Regions from separate parts of the Oryctolagus cuniculus genome. Here region 1 is linked to region 2. The links are chromatin contacts, called in public Micro-C maps. All regions are on one chromosome and are shown on one strand. Each heading gives the region's core, a stretch centred on a gene start, on an enhancer-like site or on the middle of the called end of the contact. The rest is flanking DNA. Distances are from core to core; before and after follow the strand shown. Region 1 holds the start of RYK (receptor like tyrosine kinase). Region 2 holds the start of CEP63 (centrosomal protein 63).

What was found. Hi-C and Micro-C count contacts between places; a contact is called where the count stands out from the background.
Region 1: a contact with region 2 is called in a Micro-C map of ear pinna, with 4 times the contacts expected there. The contact joins the promoter of RYK here to the promoter of CEP63 in region 2. A contact is called at or near these places in 2 of 6 Hi-C or Micro-C datasets (ear pinna and an unstated tissue).

Annotation. Positions count from the first base shown.
Region 1 is chr4:147,178,649-147,184,548 of mOryCun1.1, forward strand. It overlaps RYK (receptor like tyrosine kinase), which reads left to right and starts at 2,259. Exons shown (of 14, transcript XM_070072807.1): 1 at 2,259-2,699. The coding sequence starts at 2,462.
Region 2 is chr4:146,957,211-146,963,681 of mOryCun1.1, forward strand. CEP63 (centrosomal protein 63) reads right to left here and starts at 3,213. Exons shown (of 13, transcript XM_070072799.1): 1 at 3,082-3,213. It overlaps ANAPC13 (anaphase promoting complex subunit 13), which reads left to right and starts at 2,968. Exons shown (of 3, transcript XM_008266210.4): 1 at 2,968-3,172; 2 at 5,212-5,358. The coding sequence starts at 5,260.

The DNA.
Region 1 (5,900 bases), core at 1,009-3,508, 220 kb after region 2:
GAAAGCAGCAGTGCAAAGGTCCTGAGGTAGGAGGGAGGTGGGTGGCCGAGGCTGCGGCTCACTTGGCTAATCCTCCACCTGCGGCACAGGCACCCCAGGTTCTAGTCCAGGTTGGGGTGCCGGTTCTGTCCCGGTTGCGCCTCTTCCAGTCCAGCTCTCTGCTGTGGCCCGGGAGTGCAGTGGAGGATGGCCAAGTGCTTAGGCCCTGCACCCACATGGGAGACCAGGAGAAGCACCTGGTTCCTGGCTTCGGATCGCTGCAGCGCCGGCCATGGCAACCATTAGGGGAGTGAACCAACGGAAGGAAGACCTTTCTCTCTCTCTCTCTCTCTCTCTCTCACTAACTCTGCCTGTCAAAAAAAAAAAAAAAAAAAAAAAAAAAAAAAAAGGAGGGAGGTGGGGACTGGGAACTTCCTGATGCCTTCTGAGAACCTTGCCTTCTCTCTAGATGGACTGGGAAGCTGTGGGCAGATGAGGCTGACACGGAGCAGCATGGCTCCGACTGCTATGGGGGAAAGTGCAGTGCAGGCAGCGGCAGCAGCCCAGAGGAGAGATGGTGGAGGGCAGCCGTCCTTAAGTGAGTGCGCAGAAGCACCTGAGGGCCTTGGGACCACGGATTGCAACCGCTAACTTCTCCTTCACGGCATGATGAATGCACAGTGAATCTTCAGCGAGGCGCCTTGCTCCCCCACTGCAGGAAGCCTTGGCAGGACCGGGATAGAGCCCAGGCTCCAGGGCGGGGAGAGTGGTGCTCCTGAGGGTGTCTGGTTTAAGCTGTTGGGAGGTAACTGGAGATGAAACTTCTATAGACAGTGGTCATCAGAGGGAAGGGATTCTTTAGAACAACAATCCTAGCAACAGGTGTGACACCCACCGGGTCGTCTGCCTTTCCAACTAAACCCTGTTGGAGAGATTAAGTCACGTTCCCAACTTCATACGATTCCTAAGTAGCAGAGCCCAGCCAGGCTTTACAGCTCTGTGTTGCGGGCTGCCTCACGAAGTCAGGCAAAGGCAGATCTAGAAGCAGTCAAGAACCTCCGGAAGCTGGGAGCCCTTTCCAAAATGCAGGGGGCGTGCCACCCTTTTAATAAAAGTGTCTCCTACCTGAACCGGGAGCTCTGTCCAGAGGGCACCACCTCCGCCCCAGCCCCAGCCCCAGGCTCTTCCCGGCAGTTCCTGGGGCACCCTACCTCAACACTTTTGTGGCTTGTGTGGTTTCCACCCTCTTCCCAGCCGCCTCCTGCAGGATGCGGGTTCTGGGCTGAGAAGCTGAAGCTGGCTAAATCCGGGCCAGCCAAGATCTAAACTGTCACTTGAAAAAAAAAACTAAGTTCCGGAACATCTCTCATCAGTCGGGTCCTTCCCCACCTTCCAGGGGATAAAAATAGCCGTCGTGCAGGGCCTCACTGCGGAGAGCAACTGCGCGCCTAAGCCGGGCCTGGCTGGAGTGCAGCTGCTCCCGCAGGGGAGGCTGGGGCCAGAGGGGACCTGTCCCACCGGGCGGGGATGCTCGGGAGCTACACCGAGGCTGGAGGGAGGTGACCTACGACCGCGCTCCCCACCCTCTGGGGGGGCGGGGATGGACTCCCTGAGAGAGGTTATGAGCTCAAGTGCGCGCACACACACACACTCAGGTGCGCAGTCACACCTTTGCACTCTCCACGTTCTGGAAGCAGCTTTGGGACCCTGGCAAGGGTCGCAGATCCACAACTCCAGAGCTGCGTATAGACAGTGACGCAGATCGACTACAAAACTATTTCAAATCCGCAGCGTGTCATCATCTCCCTTTAGGGTGCTAAGATCTTTCTGGAAAACAAATGTATTCGATATAAACCCGCAAGAAGAGGCACAGAAATGCTGGGGTTGACCTCCCATGCCGTGACAAAGGGTGATTTCTATTAATCTGCGCTTTCTCACTACGCCGAAAAAAAAAAAAAAAGAGCCAGTTTTTCGTTTGCAACCAGAGAGGCCGCGTCCAGGCATTTCCGTGGACCTTCGGAGCGGCCGGGGTCTCCTTGCGTGGACCCTCCGTCGGGGGAGGGGGCTGCAGACGGCACAGCAGCCGGGGGACAACGCGGGGCGAGGACGGGCCCTTGAAGAGGGTGACCTAGGAGCCCTACGCCCGACAGAAGCACTTTAAAATGCAGGCGCTCACAGCTCGGATGCGGCCCGCAGGGAGCGGGCGGCGCGTGCGTGCGCGGCCCCGGGGCGGCGGCGGCGCGCACGGGCGCGCCTCCGCGGGCAGTCCCCCGCCGTGGACGATGCCGCCGGGAAGGCGGCGGCGGCGGCGGCGCGCTCCGGCGGTCTGAAGCGGCGGCTGGCTGCCACGGGCCAGCGGCGCGATGAGCTGGGCGGCCGCCCCCGGCTCGGGGCTGTGAGCGGCTCGGGGCCGGGGGTGGGCGGCGGCGCGGCGGCCGGCCGACGCTCCTCCTCGGCGGCGGCGGCGGCGGCGGCGCTGGCCATGCGCGGGGCGGCGCGGCCGGGGCGGCCAGGCCGGGGCTGCCTCCCGGGGGCCCGCGGCCTGAGGGCTCCGCCGCCGCCGCCGCCGCCGCTGCTCCTGCTCGCGCTGCTGTCGCTGCTGCCCGCTCCCGGCACCGCCGCCGCCGCCCCGGCCCCGCGGCCCCCGGCCCTGCAGCCAGCGGCCGCGGGGCCCAGCGTGAGCCTCTACCTGAGCGAGGACGAGGTGCGCCGGCTGATCGGTGAGTGGCCCGGGCCGCTTCCGGCTGCCGGCGGCTCGGTCCGCGCGGCGTGGACCGCGGGCGCCTGCCCTCCCCGCCCCCAGCGCTCGCCGCCCGCTCCTGGCGCCCGGTTCGCCCCGGCGGCCCCGGCCTCCGCCTGCCTGCCGTGCTGGCCGGGAGGTGTGGTCCCTGCCCGGCCCCCGCCCCGGGTCGGTCTCGGGGCCTCCCCTCTTCGCCCTGGCTGTCCCGCCACTGTGGGGACCCTCGGCCTCCGCCAGAGACCCGGATCCTGCCGGTGCCATCCCCCTCCACCCTCTGCCGTGCTCTCGGTGCAACTTTAGCCCCGGCCGCGCAAAGTTTCTTTGACCTTCCCCGTGCCTGTCATGCTCTAGGGCCCTGGATGGAGGATGCCTGAGAATTCACGCAGATCCTGGGTTGTGGTTTAGATGCGGGGTAGGCCACGCTCCGGTTGCTCGTGCTTTCTGGTTGCATGCTCTCAGCAAAGCGTGAGAGCAAGGGGACGTTGGTGGCAGCTTCTGGGTGCACTTAAAGATAGTGGGTGATTCCCCAGGTAGCCGACATCTGAGCCCCTTCTTGCTGCTCGTCTAGGATGTGACTGCTTCGTGTAAACACCTTGAAGAGAACGGAGAACTTGGCCTTGGGTCACCTTCACGACAGCGTTGTTGCTTTCTGGACGCCTGCTTTCTTTTGTGTATTAACACAGTCCCTTTATTTGGTCTTGTGGCGTGGTTTAAGGGAAGAAAGTTAACTCGCTTCACCACCCATTGCCTATCGCTTTTACTTATTCTTTTTTAAGTTGCAGGATTTTCTTGAGGTCTGCTGAGAAATGGAATTGCACGCGGCAGGCTGTTGAGACGTTTGTTACGTGTATGGATTTGTAGTTTTAGCTAAGGAGGTCGTCTGTGTTTTTGTAGCCTCGTGCCTTTCTTAATCCTCCTTTTAGGCTAGCCGAATTCGCTGAATGTAGTTTAGCCCAATTAAACCCATGGATTGGCTCAGTGCTTGGAACATAAGATTTAGGCTTAGGAAAAATAGCGAATGTTTGTAAATCAACTCACATCATATTAGAAAATATTCATGTGTTATGCATGCCTTGGTCAAGATGGAAAGAACGTGTATAATTTGTGAAGTTGTTTATGTGTGTTTCTTCTTTCCTGGTGAAGGGTGGAGGGAAGGGACAGAGGACAACCAGGGCCTGATGCTGATGGAGTGCCCATATAAACCTGCCCCTGCACACTTTATACGTGCTGTTTCCTTGAACTTTCTTGCTAACCAGTGAAGTCTATGTCTTTGTCCCCATTTTAGAGATGAGAAAGGTGAGGCTTTATGTATTTTGCTCAAGGTAAGAGTTCATATTTTTTTTTTTTTAAATGAAATGGTGACATTGGCTGCAGACAAAGTTCCATTGAATGAAAAGAAGATATTGTATATATAGAAGTTTGATTATGGCACGGAGAAAAAGAAATCATTGCTAACTAGTGCTTGAGGTGATGTGTTTGTTCCCTTATTCAAAGGGAATTAGTTTTCTTAGGGATATTTGTGGCAGAGGAGGCTCCTGGTTGATGAGCATCCAGTGTATGCTGGGAAGTGGACTGTGGGGGCAGAGGGGCTTGAGCTCCAGGACTGGGCTCTGTCCCTGGGGGAGGGGGACCTCTAGCAGCGTTTGCTGTATTTCAGATTCCGTTAACCTGTGACCCATGGCCGGGTCCTCTGTTTTTACCCCTTCCCTTCTCCCCTATTCCTTTTATCTGTAAAGTACTCCTTGGCTCCCCCTAGGTGGAGAGATCAGGTGCTAAGCTGTGTACCAGGCAGCCTGGGTTGGCAGAATGCATTTTTCCATGGAAGCTGTCATGGTGTTTTAAGACTACTTGAAATAGTACTTGTGCACCATATTTTTCAATCATTGTGATATGGGAAATCTGGTATGGGAAACTAACATTATTTTATGATATTCTATAGAGTTGCATGTGAGAATCTTATGAATGAAGTTGATAGTGATAGGTTGAGCTAACTGCCTTTGATTTGAGAGTAAGTTGTTTTAATCCATTTCATACATGCACAGTTTTTAAAGAATAAAATAGAGCTGAAAGACTTAGAACAAAAGCGAACTCCTGCTTTCAGGTTTTTACTCTCCAAGCTCTGTGGATAGCTTCTTCGACTTCACCTAGGTCTTGTGTGTTTCTTTTTTTTTCCCTTGAGTTTTACATTTTGTGTTTCTGAAATCAGTGTAGAATAAGCATTTGACATCTTATCATAACTGGGTGCTTATCCCATTTTTCCTTTAAACTCTTTAAGTATTTTTTTTTTTTTAAATGAAACCCGCAGTGGGGCTGGTGTTGTGGCTCAGCAGTGGGGCTAGGTTGGCACTTGGGACACTGGCATTGTGTATCATAATGCCTGGTTCAATGTGGCTATTGCATGCTTCTGATCTAGCTCCCTCCTAATGTGCACCCTAAAGACTGCAGACGATGGCCCAAGAGCTTGTGGGAGACCCAGATGGAGTTCCTGGGTTTGGCTTGGCCCAGCCTCAGCTGTAGTGGCAATTTGAGGAGTGAACCAGCAGATGGAAGATTCTCTCTCTCTCTCTCTCTCTCTCTTTCTCTCCCCCTCTCCCCCTCTCCCCGTCTCTCTTCCTCTTTTCCTCCTCCCCTGCTGCATGTCCCCCTCCCCCATCACTGTCTTTAAAATAAATTAATTAATTAAAAAAAAAAAAGTAAACCCAGCCGTCAGTTTTATATCATGTGTACCTGTTTTGCTCCCTTTTGAGTTGGTGATGTATTTCTTGTATGTTTTTATTTCTCCCAGAGAAAATAAGTGCTTCAAACTTTTTGATGAGTTTTCTATGTGTTTATGTCTGCGTTTCCTCCAGTACTCAGAGAAATACATTACGTGCCTTTTGATGTTTTTCCCAGGTAGCGCTTCAAGTCGGTCCTCTCTCCATCCCACACATTTCTTCTTGACACTCCTCCCTCTGGAGCTCCCTGTTCTGTACGCACAGTAGGACTGCTTTTCCTGGGACTTCCACCCCTTTCTCCTGCCTGCCTTTTCTTTAGCTTGCTCCATTTAGAAGTGTACATCCTCAGTGGCTTCCTAAGGAAGAGCACGTGGGAGATCCGTTGTTCGCCACCTTGCATGTTCAAGACGTCTGTCCTAGTCTTTCTAGGTGGTGTGGCTGAATTAGAATATTAGATTGAAAAGATT
Region 2 (6,471 bases), core at 1,963-4,462:
CGGCTACCTAACTGACCCAACAACACTACTTCCAGGAAGCTAGCCTAAAGATACAGTAACAAAATGACCAAGCAACAGGAACAAGGGCGGCACCCCAGTGCCATAGTAGGAAACACCACAAAAGCTCATCAACCTACTCAGGGAGCTTCATCCCCAGTGCAACATTCTGAAACTGTAAAACAGAACCACTACATGTGCTATGGAGGAATCTACAGGGGATCGCTGTATTAGGCAGAAAGAAAATGGACACAAAAAAGTAGGTGCAAAAATTATACAAAAATATGTCCATGAAAGGCCTTCTAAGAAAGGAAGGTGCCCACGTCTGGGTTTGCATGTGGTACTTTCTTTACAGAAGGGCAAACTCAACATTAGTAAAGCCAAAGCCTGCAAGGAGGGGTGATGAACAAGAGGGGGGGACAGGACACTCGGCTGCCCTGGACTGTGTATAGTTACTTGTTGTATAAGGCTACACTAGTGTCCTGCAGTGTCACAAGTCTCAAAACAAACGAAAAAACTCATCTACTGAGTGGATGCCACAGGACAAAACGGACTCATAGGCAGTAATTTTACTTTGTATATCACTAACGGCGGAAGAAACCGTAAGCACCATTCAGGAATCCTATTCTTAATATGAGAATGGTACTAGTAATTGGAAACCGTTATATATAATATATGACAAGAAAAAGAGCAGTCAAAGAATGTGAGGCCTGTATATTTCTTTCAAAAAACTCTAAGTCCTAACTGAACCCATGCCCAACTAAGTACAAGAAAACCTCTCCCACCCAGCCTGGGGTCTCTGAATGCCACCTCCCACCCATGAGAACGAAGGCTCGGTGGAGACCAGAAACAGATACGAGAGCCAGGAAGACGTTTTACCAGAAAGCTAGGAAATTATCACAACTACTGGTTGGATGAAATGATACCAACTTAAAAAATAATGGTTACAATATGCTGAAACAGCTTAACTATATTACAGTCTATCAGGTGCATGACCAGCACTTCTTTAAAAGGCAAAAACCCTCATGGTTACCTTCGGAGGTTGCTAGGCCACGAACTCATTACTGTATTCTGAAAATAGAGGGAAAGAATTAAGCAGTTTTTCTTGACTTTCCTGTACAAACTCTATTTCAGGGTAGTCAAATGGCTGACGAGGGCAAGTTCTTTCTCACAAGACTCCCAGCTAATACATGTTGAAGGAATGGCAAGATTTCGAAAAACTGCCACTTTGCAAGCAGAAACTTCGATAATGGCTGCAGGCGATCTAAATCCATGAAAGGCTTTCACCATTAGAGAGAGAGGCTCCAGGGGGAACTTCGCGATGAGCGGATTAGGCTGACATCTCAACCCTCACTAGACTTGGCTTAGTCTGTCACAAAACTCAGACACTCCTTCCTCGCTGATAATGCAAACGAATGCGATAGGAAGTACAATGTATCACCTATGGAATCTTCCTCCTCCCCCACCAAAAAAAAAGGTAGATTCTACCGCTGTTCAAAAGAACCTTCTGCAATTATGTAACAATTTTACAGCTGCACTGTTCAAACAGTAACCACGGGAGGAGCTGCAGCTGTACCAAGCACTATGCAATGCAGAACTGGACTGTGTGCTCTGCCATGTTAATCAGCGTACCCGCTGCAGCTGGCTAGGCGGAGGTGCAATTCCAGGGGACCCAAGCACACCTCGGGAGGCAAACAGGTCAGTGTAGAACAGCAGAAAGAGGCCAGAGAGCCGTTTGCAGGTAGGATTTAAAAGGTCTATCAGTCAAGCACACAGGGAGATCTCGGGGTGAGACCTGGGATCAACTACACACAGGGATGGGGCAGCTGAAGAAACCCGAGCCCCGCGGAGGCCCACAGTAGGGAATTCTGATCTCCACAGGTGTGAGAGTTCTGTGGCTTTGTGCAACTGCAGAAACCAACCTAGCTCTTGGGGGCGGAGGGGAGGGCTAACATAAACCAGAAATTCAATGCCTGCAACTTTGAGGTCCATGTTGCTTTTTGCAAGCCGACAGCGTGCGTGCGGAGCAGGAAGGTAGCCGTGAGAGTGGCCCACACAGAGGAGCGCGGGGACTAATCGACCTAAACAACCCTTAGAAGCGAGTTTATGAACTTGACTCGCACGGGCTGCAGAGGGCAGTGTCTAGGTGGTTACACATCTCTAGCCCATTCCAGTTTCAGGGCCTTGCTAACTAGCAAGGAGCTCAGCAGGAAAACCAAGGGCACCGCCTTCCGAGCAAGCGAACACAGACTCGATCACCAAGCTACATCCGTTAAAGATTCAGTATGCAGCCCGTGTCGCTCCTGGTTTCCTCTTCGTAAACTCAAACTACACGGGGAGCAAAACTGTGCAAACGCGGGGCGTCTGAAGCCGACATCGGGGGTCCGACCCTGGGCTCGGGGGAAGCTGCTTCGTGCAGCCCTAAACGAACAGGAGCTTCCGCCACTGTCCCAGGGCCGCCAGGGCACCGCAGATCCAGCCCCAGGAGCCTGGTCGTGTAGGGCGTTACTGAGCAACCGCTCCAAGCCATTTCCTTCTATGTGAATATGAACGTCGAGGGCGGCCTGCCTCCTCCAACCCCGCCGACGCCACCCTGCAGCCTCCCCGCGCAGGGAGCACTCCACGCAGCGGCGCCCGAGCCCGCGACCCCCCTCCGGCCGGCCTGCGGGCCACGGCTGACCTCCCCGCAGGGCCGCACGCCACCGCGGACTGGGCCACGGCCGCCTTCGCGGGGCCACAAGGCGTGGGCGGGCAGGCCGAGGGGCGCCCCTGGTGGCCGGCGGGCTGCTGCAGAAGCCAGTCCCGGGCCATGCGGCCGCGCGGCTGGGGGCACCAGGTTGGCCAGGGCCTCCGGACCAGGACACGCCCGCCCCTCGCAGGGGCCTAGGTCCCCACTGGCGGTTACCCAGCGGCCGCCGCGAGCGCGCCCGTGGCCTTCCCGTCGTTACCTCGGGACGGGCCCGCGCACGCGCGGCGCCGCCGATCTTACGTCCTCCCTCTGCCGCCGACACGTTCGTTCCGCCCACTGCCGCCTCACCCCCCCCCCAACCCGGACCGCCCCTCCGCGCGCATAAATGGGCTCACCCACATCCGGGGATCTGGGAGACGGGCGAACGGGTCACGTGGTGCCGGGGTGTGGCCGGGAGGAAGCGCTGCTGCTTTGGGCCGGGTGCTGGTAAGAGTTTCCTGCGTTCGTGGCGCGGGTCTTGGTGTGACGGGGTCGAGTGCAGCGGCCGCGGCCGATGCCTTCACCTCACCCTTGGAGTGTGGCGGGCTGGAAGGCCCTGACGTGGCGGCCCCAGACCTCCCCCTCCTGGTTTCCCCAGTTGGTAGCGCCCGCCTCGGGCCGGAAGCCGTGGTTGTGGGTTGGCCTTCCCGGTACGGTGGCCTGCGAGGGTCATTTGTAGCGCCACAGAAAAGCTGGGGTGGTGTTTTGTCTTTGATCGTGTAAATGCTTAGTCACAAAGCTTTGGGAGACAGAGATGGACAAGACGTGCCCCTGTCGCAGGGAAGGCACGCACTGTCTGTCTCCCTTGTTGGCGCCAGGCACGGCGCCCCCAGGACAAGTAGGGCTGGTTGGCACACTGGTCAGCGGTGGCCCTCTGGCCGGTGCGGAGAGTGGTGTGACGGGAATTTGTTGATCAGGGCCGGGGTTCCCGTGAGGCATGCAGAACGGAGCCTAGCCTTGCTGTAGAGGTGGTGATTTAATCCTGAGTCCTGGGTCTGGGGTCCGGGTCCGGGGCGGGGGGCAACCTAGCCCGGACACCATTCCCTGCATGCAGTGGGTTCACCTGAAGTCGCCAGACTGCAGGCCAGCGGGGAAGGCGAGGTCTGATGCAGAGGCGCTAGGGGCAGGATTTCAGAGCGGGAGAGTGGGACTGGGCGGGCGGTGTTTGCGGACAGGTGGAAGAGACCTGCTGGGGGATCCTGGTGCAGGATTTGCACCTGCAGCCAGACAGGCGTGCCCGAGCCGCGGGCCGCAGAGCTGAGCTCGCTTGTGTCTGGATGAGTCAGGACCGAGGTCTCCGGAAGCTTTTATAGGAGGGGGCTCTGCGAGGGCCTGGGAAAACCAGCAAAGGGGACAGACTGCACCGCATATAACTGCACCTGAGCCTCAGGAGCCCTGAAGACAGGCTCCTTCAACGAGTCGCCGCGTGGTCCTGGGCCAGCCTTGGGGCCCCACGCGGCTTGCTGGTAGCGGAAGGAGCGCCTTTGCCGCAGTTCTGCCCGTTCACCGAGGTTAGAAACCTCTCCGCACCCCGACGCGGGTAGAATTACGGTCCAGGGGTTAGGAGCCGTCTTGCTGTTAGGAGAGCAGAGGCCCGTGGATGGAGTGGGATCCCGCCGCCCGCCGAGGTTTTCTGTGTGCGCCTCCGCAGTGTCAGATGCCGGGAGGGCCTGAGGGCGCCTTTGGTCCAGTGGAGTGCGGGCCGTTGGGATTAACGTGGAGGAACGCTAGCGATGAGGGAACCTGCCAGCCAGGCCTCTGCATGAGGTTGCAGCTGCTCAGGGGACAATGAGGCTGGCAGGAGGCATCTGTGCACTGAGTGCAGCTGGGAGTGGGGAGATACCATGGTCCCTGAGAGGGGGGAGGGAGACACCATCGTCACTGAAGGGCGGGGGGGAGATACCGTGGTTACTGAGGGGGGTATACCATGGTCCCTGAGAGGGGGCAGGGAGACACCATCCTCACTGAAGAGCATGGGGAGAGGGGATGGGAGGGGAGATACCATGGTCCTTGAGAAGGGGGAGTGGGGAGATACCATGGTCGCTGAGGGGGGCGGGATGGAGATACCCTGGTCTCAGAGTGGGGGAGCAGCCTGGGATGCCCCAGTTGCTCACCTGGAGGTGCCCCTCTCGGAGCTCGGCCGGGCCACTGTTTTAGGAAGGAAGCAAGCTTTCCGACGCTCTCGCCGTCCCTGGCCTGAGGCCTTGCGGCAGGCCTGTCCTGGCCACGTCCTAAGGTGTGAGCTGAGCGCGTGCAGTGCGCTCCTGTGCTGAGGTTTGAATCGGGGCAGGTGCAGACGGATGGATGAGTCTGTCCAGAGGCGCTCACTGCACAGCGTTTGTCGGCTGACCGGGCGCAGGAACTCTGGTTTTTAAGTTGTCACTTGACCGCCTGGAAGAGGACCTCTTCCTGCCTTCACGGGAGGCTCGGGAATGCCTGGGCAGTGCTGGTGCTAAGTCCACATCTTTCCTGCCGTCCCGTTTCAGAAGGAACCCCTTGGCGTCCGGCTCCGCCGAGATCAAAGCCACGGGAACATGGACAGTGAGGTGCAGCGGGATGGAAGGATCTTGGATCTCATCGACGACGCTTGGCGGGAAGACAAGCTGCCTTACGAGGATGTGGCGATACCGCTGGTAGGTGGCGATGGGGCCCGGGACCGTGGCTGGAGGCAGGGTGTCCAGGGGCTGTACCAGGAGGGCAGAGAAGTCGGAGCCGCGGGGGCGTATGAGCGTCTCAGCCCCACAGAGCAGTGTGGTTCAGAAAGCGGAGGTAACCAGCACGGCCAGGGGTCTTGCCAGGGCTGCGGCGCCACCCTCCGGAGCCGTGTTCTGGCTGCCACAGCACAGCCGGAGGGAGACCGGACAATGAAGTGTGCCGGACAGACAGGAGCAGCCGCATGGAAGCTAACCGGGGCCCCTGCTTCCCTCGGCCCTGTCAGCTGCCGACGTTTCCAGAACACGCACCTGTCCTGCGTTCCCTGGGAAATACTCGTAAGGTGCCTGGCTTGTCTTCATAGTGACTGGGCCAGCGGGCTTCGAGGGCACTGTTTTCTGCCCTCAGTTCTAGAAAATGCTTCTGTCAGGTGTTAGCTGAGCCGCACGTAACAAGCTGAGCCCGCAGGTAAGTAAATGTGTATCAGGCCTACCAAGGACAAGGAGGCCAGGGCCTGGGGACTATGCTGAGAAGAGCGATTCAGAAAATATGAGTTAGAGGTTGTTTCCCTGCTGTTTGCAAAACAATGACTGTTCAGCTCACCCGCATTTTGATTTAAGTGAGAAGTAGTAGTAGTCCCATGAATGAGCCGCTTAGTTCAGGTTTAGGAATCGGTCAAAAAGTGGAGCAGACGGATGATCACAGCGAGTGTTTACGAAATGCTTTGCCTGAGGCTGGAGGCAGCCTTCACCCTGACCCTGCGAGAGGCCCCGGAAGAGAGGCGATGTCGGGCCCATTTCATAGGGAAGGGGTGGGATCAGAGAACGAGCGTGTGCAGTCTGCTAGCTAACAGACCGGCTCCGTGGCACGTCTGGGGAGCCCCACACCCCGTCTGGAAGCCTTTGTCCCTTCATTCGTTCATGCGACAAGCATTTCTTGCAAGCCTACTGCGTGCCACGGGGATGGGAACGTATTCTACAGCTCCCTCCCCCGAGGGCTCTGGAGAGGCCACACGTACACCTGTGTGGAGCCTGCCCGCCTGGTAGACCAGGAAGTGGCTTCAGGGAGAGCGTGACGTCTGAGGACTCCAAGGT